Linked DNA regions of Mus musculus: regions 1 and 2 are each linked to region 3. A link is a contact called in public promoter capture Hi-C data. All regions are on one chromosome and are shown on one strand. Each heading gives the region's core, a stretch centred on a gene start, on an enhancer-like site or on the middle of the called end of the contact. The rest is flanking DNA. Distances are from core to core; before and after follow the strand shown. Region 1 holds the start of Ccdc106 (coiled-coil domain containing 106). Region 2 holds the start of Oscar (osteoclast associated receptor). Region 3 holds the start of Selenow (selenoprotein W).

The links. Promoter capture Hi-C pulls out the DNA fragments that hold promoters and counts their contacts.
Region 1: a contact with region 3 is called in a promoter capture Hi-C map of cranial neural crest. The contact joins the promoter of Ccdc106 here to the promoter of Selenow in region 3. A contact is called at or near these places in 2 of 39 promoter capture datasets (cranial neural crest and frontonasal cranial neural crest).
Region 2: a promoter capture Hi-C map of second pharyngeal arch cranial neural crest shows a contact between it and region 3. The contact joins the promoter of Oscar here to the promoter of Selenow in region 3. A contact is called at or near these places in 2 of 39 promoter capture datasets (cranial neural crest and second pharyngeal arch cranial neural crest) and 1 of 484 Hi-C or Micro-C datasets (B cells).

What each region holds. Positions count from the first base shown.
Region 1 is chr7:5,054,566-5,059,180 of GRCm38.p6, forward strand. It overlaps Ccdc106 (coiled-coil domain containing 106), which reads left to right and starts at 2,161. Exons shown (of 5, transcript NM_146178.2): 1 at 2,161-3,094; 2 at 3,234-3,338; 3 at 3,427-3,603. The coding sequence starts at 3,064. Gm15510 (predicted gene 15510) reads right to left here and starts at 2,551. Exons shown (of 4, transcript NR_166619.1): 1 at 2,188-2,551.
Region 2 is chr7:3,613,498-3,618,151 of GRCm38.p6, forward strand. It overlaps Oscar (osteoclast associated receptor), which reads right to left and starts at 2,660. Exons shown (of 5, transcript NM_001290377.1): 1 at 2,544-2,660; 2 at 1,987-2,019. The coding sequence starts at 2,580. It overlaps Ndufa3 (NADH:ubiquinone oxidoreductase subunit A3), which reads left to right and starts at 3,876. Exons shown (of 4, transcript NM_025348.3): 1 at 3,876-3,910; 2 at 4,120-4,194. The coding sequence starts at 3,901.
Region 3 is chr7:15,920,999-15,925,010 of GRCm38.p6, forward strand. It overlaps Selenow (selenoprotein W), which reads right to left and starts at 1,373. Exons shown (of 6, transcript NM_009156.2): 1 at 1,254-1,373. The coding sequence starts at 1,282.

The DNA.
Region 1 (4,615 bases), core at 911-3,410, about 11 Mb before region 3:
CCCTGGACTTTCTTCTTCTATAGGGTTTCCCCAGACTTCGTCCTTTTCAGGACCCAACCAGTATCTTCTCACAGACACCCAGGGTGTCCTCTACACAGTGCTGGTGGGATGAGGAGTCAGGGAGGATAGGGCCGATGGGACTTTGGTTCACAAAAAGAGCTACAACTGTCCGGTGTGCGTTAGGGTCTTCGAGTGCGTGTCTTGCCTCCAGCGTCATCCACTTGGAGGTAAAGCCCTTCAAATGTCAAACCTGCTATACAGGTGGTGGACAGCCCACAGCTGTTTGCTCTGCCCTTGCTCCTTTCGGGATTGGGGCGAGTTGGCTCAGAACAGCTGTGTGCACTCAGGGGATAGCTGTTCCAGTGCCTTCCTACCCTGCCCGTGCTGCTTTACCGAGCAGGAGCCATTCCAGAAGCATATTCAGAGGAAGCATCCCTGCACTGCCTCTGGGGACCGCGGGGATCATGGGTCTCCTCCTGAAGTTCTCAGACAATGGCCTGAGTGCCAGCCTGGCTTTCAGAGCCCTAGACACAAACCCAGCCTTGCCTCGAAGAGTCTCTGAGCTGTCAGGGCATCATAGTGCTTTGGAGGTATATGGAAACGAGCCCTCATAGAGAACAGCCCTGCCCCTTGAACAGTTGGGATATTTATTATTACGGATTCCTGATAGGAGGAAGGGAGGACCATGCTGTTTGGGGAAACTCTTGCCTGGGAAGTTTTAGTGGGTAGTCAGAGGTCTCTATTTTGACACTGGAAGTAGGGACCTTATATTGAACACTCAATGCACACCACACCCCATTCTCAATCCTTACTTACATTTTGGGAGACATTTTAGTTTATGCTATCTGGAACAAAGACCTTGACTGGGTAATGGGAAAGTCTGCCGTTTTCCTCTGGGAGTTAGGCCTACTTCAGTTTCCCCAAACCTGCCATTTATTTATTTATTTATTTAGATAAGGTTGTAATGTAGTTCAGGGTGACATTGGATTTATGATCTTGCCTCCACTTCCAGAATACTGAAACTCTGGGCTTTGTGCATGCTAGGCACCTTACACACTGCGCAACATTCCTAGCATCTTTGGGAAAAAGGTTCTGAACACTACCCCTTCCCCACCCAAACTACAATCCACATTAATATACTTAAAAAAATAGCATCTTAGAGCATAAGCACAGCTTTATACAGTTCACCTGGCTTTATACAATTCTCTGTGGTTTGAAATACTGATCTAGGGCAGGTGGTTCCCCCTGGACTTGCTGACCCAGGATGCAGTTTATTTGTAAAAATGAACTGCTTAGTCTTGGTTGACACATTCAGTCTTCCTCTGCAAGGATGGTTTAAGTCATGCCTCTTAGGGCTTCAGAACCCCAAAGAGGATGCTGCTTGTGAACCGGAGAGGCAGTGTAGGTCTAATAAACATGTCTTCGCTGCTCCTTTCCTCTGATTGTGTGTGTGTATGTGCCCTATGCAGATAGCCTCTTTACACGACTTCTTTTGGGGCGGAAGGGAGAGGGGGAGTGTCTTAAAGGCTGTGCATCTACACCGACTGACTTCAAATAATATCAACAGCGCTTGGATCTTAAGCTCCAAGAGTGGTCCGGTTCTGGGCTGAGCCTTTGGTATGTCACACAACTACATCCTCTCAAAGGCTTTTAAGAGTAACTTCCCACTGAACAGGTGAGTAAACTGAGGCCATGGAGGAATGAGGAGCAAGGACTGGAGTGTAGCTGTTCCACAGGTGGCTCCAGTGTGGGCTATTCCTGACCCACACTTTGCGGAGAAGTAACCACCACACAACCCATTCTCACATCCTGGTCCTCTTATTCCTTTAATCCTTTTCGTGGATGGGGGTGGGTGGAGGTTATGGTAGGTTGGAGCGGCTAAGACTAAAGGTATGCATGTATTAATCAGCTACTTAGGGATCATTAAAGGAGACTCAAATTTCACTTCAATTTTCCTTACTGCCTCATACCTTCTGACTTTTCTCGGCCCACTGGTCACATAGCCACTCACCCGGAGGACCCCCGGAACCGCATCAGCTGTGCAGGATGAGAATTTCATGAGGATCCCTGCCTAGGCTTTGGGAAAGGAGGGGGGGGGGGTTGTGTGTGGGGTGGGGGTTGGAGGGGTGTTGCAAGGGGCTATCGCGCAAGTGCGGTCCCGACCTCCGCGCAAACGGCGGGCCTCACCTGGGCTCCAGGAAGAGGCGCCCCAGGCTCGGCAGGCCTGATTCGGTTAGTGCCCACGTCTCCGCGCTCCGCCATCCAGTTCTCCCCCTCCTCTGCCGCTACGCCCGCTTACTGGTGGGTGGGCGCTTCTCTCCGCGACACTTTGCAGACGCTCCCCTGCGCTGGGCATGGGCGCCGCCACTGCCGTCGGTCCCGGGGCTGGAGTCCGTGCGCGGGTGGGTGAGAGCGGGGCCTCGGCCCCTTGTACCCTGAGCACCCAAAGGCGGGGAACGGTGCCCACGGTCGACACCCCCATGCCGGTTGCCCATTCTGGGACCCTTCGCCACGGTCGCCCCCTCCCACTTGTGGGACAAAGGGTGGGGGCGCATCCCCACGCGTGACCTCCCACGCACTGCGCACGCGCCCAGCTCCCACTTCGGGGAGGGGCTTTACTCGCCCACGCGAGTGCGGGAGGAATGGGCGGCTGGGACAGGGGAACGCTTGCAGGATGGACCCCCTACCCCAAGAATGGAAGTTAGGGGTGGTTGTTTCTCCATTTATGGCATTGGGTTCGGAGATGGGCCATGATGAAGGGCTTTCTCATTCAGGCCAGGTCTCCCTGTGGTGTTGACCCCACGAGGAACCAAAGAATTTAAGGGCCGAGCCCCTTCACAACCAAGATTCCTCTCGCTGAGCCCCCTCGCTCTGGGTACATACTTTGGAAGCCTCTGACTCTGTCCAGAAGTATGGGTCCTTTCCTCCCTCAGACTGGTGATCCTTCCTTACTCCGGAGGGACAGGTATTCCACCTCTCCAGGGACTGCCGACTTTTGGTGACCTGCTTCTGTCCAGTGCCCCCAAGGGCTCAGTTGCTGGGTCTGCAGGAAGCCTCCTCGATATGAATGACAGAAACAACCGTTGGCGGACAAGTGAGGCACCTGGGGACCCTTTCTTTTCCCATCCTTGGTCTGACATTCTGGTTCCCTCTGTCCATGGGACAGCAATGGTTGGGGGTGGTCTATAAGGTTCAGGCCACTTCTGGGGTGACCTCTGCTGACCTCTCTGCAGTGAAGGACGAAGAGACCTTTGAGATCTCCATTCCCTTTGAAGAGGCACCCCACTTAGACTCACAAATCTTATACCGTCTGAGTCCGTCTCGGAGAAATGTTGAGGGTGAGCTGAGAAAGGGCATTGGAGGGACTGGAGTCAGGTGGGGTACTGCCTCACCCTGGGGCATGACCTCCGTCCCTGCTGTTCTTAGAGCCTCCAGAGGGCGCCTCCCCAACCCTGGCCCTGATGAGCAGTGTTAAGGCCCAGCTGCACATGGCACTGGAGAGGAACTCGTGGTTGCAGAAGCGCATTGAGGACCTGGAGGAGGAGAGGGACTTCTTGCGGTGTCAGCTGGACAAATTCATTTCCTCTGCCCGGATGGATGCAGGTGGGGGCACACAGTCCCCCAGGACCCGCAGAATTCAACACCCAATGTTGGTTGGACCTGATGGGGACTTGGCATCTTATCCTTCCACTAAGGCCCATGCCTATTTTAGGGCCTTCCCCAGCCATTTCCTTCTTGATTTCAAAGACTTCTCTCATTTCCTATCTTGTGATGAGACTGCCCTGTAACTCATCAGCCTCAAGCACTTGGCATAACTGTCTCCCAGAGTCTATATTTCCAGCCCAGGTTCCTCATCTTAGGGGAAATGTCCCTTTGTCAGTAGACCCATTGCAGTCTACTGGATTCCTCAGAGGGGCCCTGCCAGCACCCCAGGATTTCTGAATGATGCAGTCATCATCCATTAGAGGTACCCTGAAATACCAATCAGGGTTCTGTCTTCCCTCTACCCTGCTCTACATTATCATGCCTCATGTTTCTTATTCTTCAAAGGCTGTGGGGGTCCCAGTACCTCTGTCTCCTAAGCTTCACCTTAGGGTCCTGAGCGGATCCCACTCCCTTGTCTTGCTCTAATCTACAACTAGTAACAGCATGGTGGTGTCACCTCTTCTGACAGGCAGGGCCCTATCTCATTAACCTGTGTTGACTGCCATTCCCAGCACATTCCCCACTCAAGGCTGCCCTTTCCCAGAGCTTTAGCCCTGGTTTCTTGGAGTACTTAGCCTTTATTCAGGCCATAACCCTAACCTCTGTATCCAGCTGAGCTGCTGGCAGGCTTTCTCATTGCTAACCATGGCAAAAGCTCTAGTAAAGGGACCTAGCACTGGGATGGGGACATGCATACCCTCTCTTCCTATACTGAGAGCTCTATCCAGGGTGACTCCTATCTTTCCCTGGTATGACTGGGCAGAGTCTTGGTTTCAGTTCTCAGGAGTTCATCCTTCAGAAGATGCTGAGTCTGAGTTGGCTCCCTATCTAGGGGAAGGTAGTTAGCATTTCCCAGTACCCAAACTGAACCCTGACTTCTGTAGGAGTCTGATATCCAATCCTCCTACCC
Region 2 (4,654 bases), core at 1,410-3,909, about 12 Mb before region 3:
CTATGTAGCCCTGACTGTCTTGGAACTTGCTCTGTGGACCAGGCTGACCTTGGACTCAGTAATCCATTCATTTATCTCTGCCTCACTAGTACTTGAATTAAAGGCATGCACTGCCACTGGCTGGCTGTTGTTTTGGGTTGTGTTTGTTTGTTTTTTGGGTGTTGTTGTTGTTGTTTGAGAAAGGTTTCTCTGTGTAGCCCTGGCTGTCATGGAACTTACTCTGTAGACCAGGCTGGCTTCAAACTCAAAAATCTGCCTGCCTCTGCCTCCCAAGTGCTGGGATTAAACCACTGCCCAGCTGTTTGTTTTTGAGGCAAGGTCTCATTATGAGTTCAGGCTGGTCTTGAACTCAAAGAAATTTTCTTGCCTCTGTCTTCCTAGTGCTGGAATTAAAGTTATATACTATCACTGCCTATCACCATAGGCAATTCTTATTTGTAAATATATTTAAAGAGGCAGGGCGGTGGTGGGCACACGCCTTTAATCCCAGCACTTGGGAGGCAGAGGCAGGCGGATCTCTGGGTTCAAGGCCAGCCTGGTCTACAGAGTGAGTTCCAGGACAGCCAGGGCTACACAGAGAAACCCTGCCTCAAAAAAAAAATTAAAGAGGAAATATAACTATCTAATAATTGGAAAATATCTCTAAGACAGAACATAAGTTTAACACTTAAGACACAGAACAGGATGACTCATAAAATACTAATTCTGATCTGGTAAGAAAAGGAGGAAGTATGTAAATGCATGGTACGGATGAGTGCTGGGAACCTTTCAGTAGGATTCGGGAACATGGGAAGGGGAAGAAGAAGCCTGTTGCATCTTTTGGTAATAACTGGGCCTTTATAACCACGAGTACCTATTTGATTTATCATTTAAATAGATTTAACATTAGGATGCTGGAGAAATGGCTTAGCAGATAAAAGTACTTGTTGCCCTTGCAAAAACTGGGGCTAGGATTCTCAGCAGCTCATGGTGGCTTACAAGCACTGTACCTCCAGTTTCAGAGGCTCCTCCTGCTGTCTGCTGAACTCTGCGAGCCCTGGACATGCATGTGGTGTGTATGCATGCAGGCAGAACATTCATGTACATAAAACTAAATCAACTGATAACTCAGGGATGAATGGCTTCCCAGTGGTTCTCAGGCCAAATTGAAGCATAGTGGGAAAAATTGAAGAGAGAAGAATTATCTCCTCCATCAAAACCCTGAGAAGAAGCCATCTCGGGTGGGGGAACCTCCTTCTGTGGAAGGCAGGCTCCCGTGAGAGAAGCTCGTATACTTGGCATTGAGGAACTCCTATGTCTGGAGCCTTGAAATATGCCAGGATCTGGCCCTATAGTTTCCCTATATAACTACATTAAATCCTCACTGCAGCCGACTTACCTAAGGAAATGGAGGCTTCAAGACCCCTGTTTTTTTTGTTTGTTTGTTTTTCTTTCTTTCTTTTTTGTTTTTGTTTTTGTTTTTTCCACACAGGGTTTCTCTGTGTAGCCCTGGCTGTCCTGGAACTCACTCTGTAGACCAGGCTGTCCTCGAACCCAGAGATCTGCCTGCCTCTGCCTCCCGAGTGCTGGGATTAAAGGTGTGCGCCACCACGCCCGGCTAAGACCCCTGGTTTGTTCAAGGACATGCAATAATGAACAAGATTGTCTAGGTCTCCTTAACATCCACATTCATGGTCATCTCTATTCACCTATAGTGGTTACTAAAGAGATGAAGGACAAAGTGAAGGGAGAAGAGAGCAACATGCAGGGGGCAAGGAGGAGGGGATGGAGGAAGAAGGAAGGAAGGCTATGAAAGGGGGAAGGGAAAGAGACAGGAGAAAAGGGAGAAGAAAAGAGGCAAGGTATGTAGTGGAGGAAGGGATGGAAGGAGAGAGGAAGAGAGGGGAATGAGGGAATCTGGGGTGAAGCTAGGCACAAAGATAAAATGAGTTGTTGGAGGCGAGGTGTGAGCAGCATAGCATAGAGCAGGTGGAGTCTCCCACTCACCTGTTGGTGTGAAGTCAGCACGGCATGCAGGCCCTGCAGAAGGTGAAGAGTTGGTTTTTACAAAGCCCTTTGTGGACTACCGTCTCCCCTCTAAGGAGCCCTAGACTCTGATTACATGAAGCCTGCCACCGTCTTTTTTAGGATCAAGCAAAACTCTGTACTTCCATTCCCCATACTTAAGAAGCTGCTGTCTGACCCAAGAGGACAGGCCTCTGTTCCCCACCTTTCCTAAGAACAATACTTTGCTCCTTGGGGTTTCTCTGCCTTGGGGTTTGAAGGTTTAGATGCCCCCTCCCTCCAGCACAGTAGACTTGCCCATTTACCATGAGAACTGAATACATTCTTTGACCCCTAGATATCCCTTACTCTCCTCTGCCTGGAGATCCAGAGAAACCTATGCTCACCCCCGACCCAGCAATCTGTCTTCCCCCGTTTAGGACTCAGGTATCTGGGTACCAGTCCTGATTCCTTTTTCTAAATTGGATGTTGAATTCCATATGAACAGATATAGCCCTCAGCCCAGCCAAGGATCCACACACAGGGGAGGGACAGCTCACAGAGAGTCGACAGCTGGAGTATCAGCGACAGGACCATGGTGGGCACTCTCCGTGGAGCTGAGGAAAAGGTTGACCCTGCCTTTTTCACTCTGAGGAAATGAAGCAACACCAGAAAGCCATGTGAGAGTCCTGTTTAGGGAACAGAGGAGTCAGGTGGAGGCTCCTGGGTAACTGTGTCATAGTTTCATTGTCTTGGAAAAAGTTGCAAGATGGAACAGTCATAGCCTCTGGTGTTCTTTAATTTAACTTAAAAGTTGGGGAGGAGGGCTGAGGACGTTGTCGCTAAGTAGAAGACCACTTGCCCAGAGTAGCCTCAGCACTGAGGAGAGAAAGGAAAGGGGCAGGTGGGAGGAAGAAAAATGGAAAAGAGGAAAAAAACAACAACAACAACAAAAAAAACAAAACAAAAAGGTAGAAAGGGAAAAAGAAGCTTGCTGTACAATATGTACTATGCCGGTAACAAGAGAAGGCTCAGACTCCATTACTGCTCTCACTGTCCAGTCCAGATATGTTAATTTTTTTAAGTGATGTGCATTATCTTAGAGGCTCAGGCTTGTAATCTCACCAGCTTGAGAAACCAAGGCAGGAGGCTGTCAAGTTCAAAGATTGCAGGGCCAACTTGAGCCATTTAATGCCCTGTCTCAAAATAAAAAGTAATGAAAGGGCTGAAAAATGTGGCTCAACAATAAAAGATATGCCTAAAATCCACCAGCAGGGACCTGGGATAGTAGAATCTATCAGCAAGTGGACGGAGGAGTGGCTCAATCGGAGATGGGTAGCCTAGCCTGTCCTGGTTTCAGTTTTCAGCACTAAGGGGCAGATGGAGGGAAAAGCCATGATCTGCATGCTAGTAACACAAAGCACAGGCAGTCCTTAATATATTTGGGATTAATTTAGAATTTCCAGAATGAGCTTATGTCTAGATGTGATCTCAATGTAAAGCTGACTTTTTTTTTTTTAAGGTTTATTTATGAGTACACTGTTGCAGTCTTCAGACACACCAGAAGAGGGCGTCAGATCCCATTGCAGATGGTTGTCAGTCACCATGTGGTTACTGGAAATTAAACCTTTGGAAGAGCAGACAGAGCTCTGAGCCATCTCTCCAGCCCAAAGCTGACTTTATTACAGGAGAACGTTATGTTACTTCTCCGATGCATTTGCTGAGTTATAAACTATAAGAAAATGGTGAGGCCAGCAGGTGTTCAAGGTGGTTTAAATCTTTCAGTCCTCTTAAGCCTCACTCCAGAACTACAACTCCCGAAAGGGTCCACGTCCTCGCCCAAGGGGCGGGGCCTCACGCAAGGAGAAGGACCACAACTCCCAGAGAGCTCCGCTCCTTGTCGCCGCCAAGAACAAGATGGCCGGGAGTAAGTACAGGTTTGGAGCTCGCGGGGATCAAGTAGTTCCAGGAAACTGTGGGCTGATCCGTGGCTGAGTCTCAGTGGAGCCTTGGGGACCGGTAATCCGTCCCAGAATAGGGGCGCGGCAGTCACGAGGGTGCAGAGCAGGGGTGATACGAGAGTGTTAGAGGTCACCGCAGTAGTCCCCAAGGGTGACTGTCTTCTCACCTCTCTAGGAATCTCTGCCTTCCTCAAGAATGCCTGGGCGAAGGAGCCGGTGCTGGTGGTGTCCTTCTCTGTCTGGGGCCTCGGTGAGTGCCCCCTTCCCCGGCGCGAAAGTGCATCCTCCACCCGGAAGTCATCAGCATTCCACGGCACAGTTTCATCTCGCATCCCCTTGCCAGCCATATCCTGACATTACTGTCGCTCTTCCCTCACCACACACAAGAGGTGCACATTCAACTCAGTTTGACTCTGTAGGCAGAACTCCTCGGCGAAGTCTGACTTATGCAAATCTCTCAGCAAGCCTCCCACCTTGCAGTGGGACAGGGTTACTCACAGTTCTGATGCATTGAAGCCCGGGAGATGGAGGTGACCTGTTAAATTTTCATTCTGAAAGTCTGGGGTGAGGCCTTGGATTTGGCAGCCATCACAGTACCAAAATTGTCAGTATTGCTGGCCTGGAGTGTGACAGAGAAGTTCTAAAACCCACCACCAGCTATCTACCACCCTGACTTTCAAAGACCTAGAATGCTCTAATGTATGTGGTTT
Region 3 (4,012 bases), core at 123-2,622:
CCTGATAACTAGGGCCTGATCAGACCCCTCAAGGGGGTTGGGAGGGAGGAGGCCACACCCAGCTAGGTGGACCACGGACCCCAGATTCAAGTTACAGGGTTATCGGTAGTAGGACCTCAGGCTGGCCCTGCCTCATTTCCAGCCTCAGTTTCCTCCCCTGTAAGATGGAGACAGAATGGCTGGAGAGCCCCTCAATGGACTTCAGGGGTGCAGAATCCATTCAGCAAGCACTTTTCAATCACTTACTGCAAGCCAGCTGATTATCAGATGCAGATGGAGGAAAAAGTCATCAAGAGAAAATGGCTGGTCTTTCTACGCCTGCCTCTAGCAGGGGCACAATTAATAGCGCTGGCAGGTAACTAACCAACATCATCACCTCCTTCACACTACAGAAGGGGAAACTGAGGCCAGAAAAGAACTGGGGTTAACAGCACCGGCACTCACTGATCAGAAACCAGTAAGAGTTTTTTGTTTTGTTATTTGTATTGCTGGGAACCGAACCCAGGATCTGGTGCATCTCATGCAAACACTCTACCACTGAGCTACACCCTCACCCTACAATCTATCCTATATTACTTTTTCTTTTCGGGGCACAGGGTCTTACTACATCACCCCGGTTGCCTCTAACAAGCAGCTTAGCTGGCCTGGAACTATCTACCTGCCTCTACTTCCGAATGCTGGGATTAAAAGTGTGCATCAACACCACCACTCCGTGACTCAGTTCGCCCTTTTCATGTACACACTGGGAGGTGCGACCACTGTTAACTCACACTACAATCCAGGTACGGGACATCCCCAGACCTCCCAACAGCGCTTATGAGTAAACCCCCAACTACACCACACCTTGTATTCTCTAACTCATGCCGCTCAGTGAGGGGGAAGGGAAACAGCCTGTCGGGAAGGAAAGGTCCCCAGAGAAACCCGATGCTACCCTTCCCCTCCCCTCAGCGCTGAGTCACGTGTTCAAAGTGGCCCCAAGTATCAGTTTCCATTTTCACTGGTGAGATGTCACTCAGATGTCAGATGCCAGGGATCGGGCTCAAGTCTCTGTTACCTCCATCCCACCCGCTTGGAAATCCCTCCCTTTGGGTCTGAAATACAGTCATCGTACTCGGTTACCAGACCCTGGTAGATAGGGGGAGGGGCAAAGAAAAGGGTGGGAGAGGGTCTCCTGGCACAAAGGTTGGGGAGCAGAGAAAGGGCACAACGAGCCGGGAGCAGGAAAAGGGGGAACTGCAGTCACCCGGACTTACCAATACACGACTCGAACGGCGAGCGCCATAGCTGCACGTCGCATCCCCGCACAACACGAGGACCCGACCCACAAGCAACAAGGACCTCAAGCTCTGAGCGTGGGGCCGTGCGCACAGCCGACTGCCTCACGAGTCAGAGCAAACCAAGTGCGGGGGTGGAGAGTGGGCAGAGCTACGGGAGGACCGAGGTTCCGGAGCACGGCGGGGTCTGTGGCCAGGGGCGCGAACCTCAACGCAAGACTCCATGATATCTTGATATCTGGGGTTCTCTTGATATCTGGGGTTGTCTCCATAGACAGCGTCTCTGGGACCAGTAACCTGAGAGCCCCTCGCCGTCCCTTCTCTATGCCATAATGGTTCAGTCCTCAGGGCGGTGGCTCGAGGCAGAGAATTGGTTGAGACTGAAGTTCAGTTACAGAGTGGCTGAGAGGGGCAGGGCAGGGAAATCGACGCATTGGGAGACAGGCAATTGGGATGGATCCCTCCTCCCCAGCGCTAACTGGACCAGACTAAATGAACCTTAGGTCTGGAAAACTGAAACTAGGAGTCCCAGTGTGCGCTTTAGGTCCAGCTGTCTCACCACCGACAGACCCCCTGCGCACCCCCAAAACCATGCAACCCCTCTTTTTGCGCCTTCCCGCTCCCTTCCAGCTGCCTTCCAGCAGAAGGATATATAGAAAGTCCTGGAATGGGGCTTGGACTGTAGCGCAGTTGGTAGAGAACTTGCCTACCATGTATAAAGCCCTAGTTTGGGTCCCTAGCACACTGTTATCTGGGGGCTGTGGTACAAGCCTGTAATCCCAGCATTTGGGAAGAAGAAACTGAAGGACTGAGTTCAAGGTTATCCTTGCTACACAGGGAGTTTGACGCTAGTCTGGGCTACATGAGCAGTTGTCTCGAAACAAAAAATCCAGGCGTTGCCTTTAATGCCAGCAGTCAAGAAATCTCTGTGGGTTCGAAGCCAGTCTAGCCTACGTAGAGCGTTCCAGGACAGACATGAGAGACCGTCTCAAGGGGGAGAAAAAGGTAAAAGTGGACAAAATATTTGAGTTTAGGATTCCTGAGCCTCACTTTCTCCTCCTTGAAAGCTGGACAGATAACAGGAGATAGTCATTCCCACAGAATTTTTTTGCTCTCTAGTTTCTTATCCTCCACACCCTATGAACAAACGGCAATGGCATGCCCACCCCCTCCCTCCCCTCTCTCTACTTTCCCACCACCACCACCACCACCACCAAGGATGGCTCACCAGCAGAGATGTTTATCTGTCACCTGACTTCTTTAATTGACTTCAACCGGCTATCCCCGCCAATGGTTAACTAGGGACCAAATAAGGAAATTTTCCCACCTAGCCCTCTGGTTCCCCATCAGTACCCTACCCTGCACACAGATGATGGGCTGTGATTCTACCCACAGAAAAATGAAATTTGAATCATTCACTCCCCATTTGACTTCATAGGAGTGCGTTGGCAACTGAGGATTCAGAGGCCTAAAAGCAGTAAGAAAACTGTATTTCCCTAAAAGGATGCTTGTTCATGCACTTGGACTCCTGGAAAGAATGAGAGCCAGAATCTGCTGTGTGTGGTGGGGAGAACTCAGTGAAGATAACCAGGAACCTTCTGTGTCCTCGTTGGGCATCTCCAACAGGCTAAATTCAGTGTCGCAGCCTCTCTGTCTCGAGACGGAGGACCTGTGACCACAGTCTGAAAAGGAATAAAGAGTCAGTCTGGAAGAACCAGGAACAGAGACTGAGTCAAGGGTCAAGAATAAATGTTCCACAGTCCCGAGTTTTCCTGTGGTTCCCAACACCCTTGGAACAAAATCCCAAACCTTAGCATGGATGGCCCCTCTGACCCTTTCTCCCAACACCCCAGTGACAGGGACCACTGGGACCTTAGCCACATTCTTGTCTCAGGGCCTTCACACATGCTGATTTAGCCCTCTCACCCCGAGTCCTGCTTTTCCTCCAAGAATCAGCTGCAACCATGGAGGAAAAACAATTCTTTCTGGAAAAAGTCTGCTTTGTGTTCGACACAAGTTGTACCAGTTTATTTGCCCTTACAAAGTGCCCTAACCCCAGTGGCTTACACTGCAGACACACCTCATCTCGTGCTCCTGGTGGGCAGAAATCTGAGATCAGGTAGCTGCAGAGCTGGCTTACATTGAGGATTGAAAAGAAAACTGACCCCACAGCTCTGGGGTCACTTCTGGTGGTCACTGGCCACGGCTGGAGCTACTCGGCTTGTAGGTGAATTACGCACAGGCTAAACAGATGGCGCAGTGGTGAAGAGTACTGGCTACTTTTGTAGAGAATCTAGGTTCAGTTTGCAGCCCCCACGTTACAGCTCACAAGCCTCTGCAACTCTAGTTCCAAGGACTTTGATGCACTTGTCTGACCTCTGAGAGTACTCACTGCACACACTTTGTGCACATGAACTCCCAAGCACATGAACTCCAAGCACACAACACACCTGAAACACACTAGGAACCACACACACACACACACACACACACACACCCTTAAAAAGTAACTGCCTGTCTGCTTACAGAAAGCGAAGCTTTCTCTCTTTTCTTAAAAGATGTATTTATTTTATGTTATTGAATGTTCTGTTTTCATGCACTCTAGAAAAAGGAATCAGATTCCACTCTTCTTGCTTCCAAAATACAAGGAGTCTCTAGTGTGTATCTAGTGTACTCTGTGAGAGGTTTAAATTCAAGCCTGCATTATCGATGCTCAGTATGAGATCTGTGGCACTTGC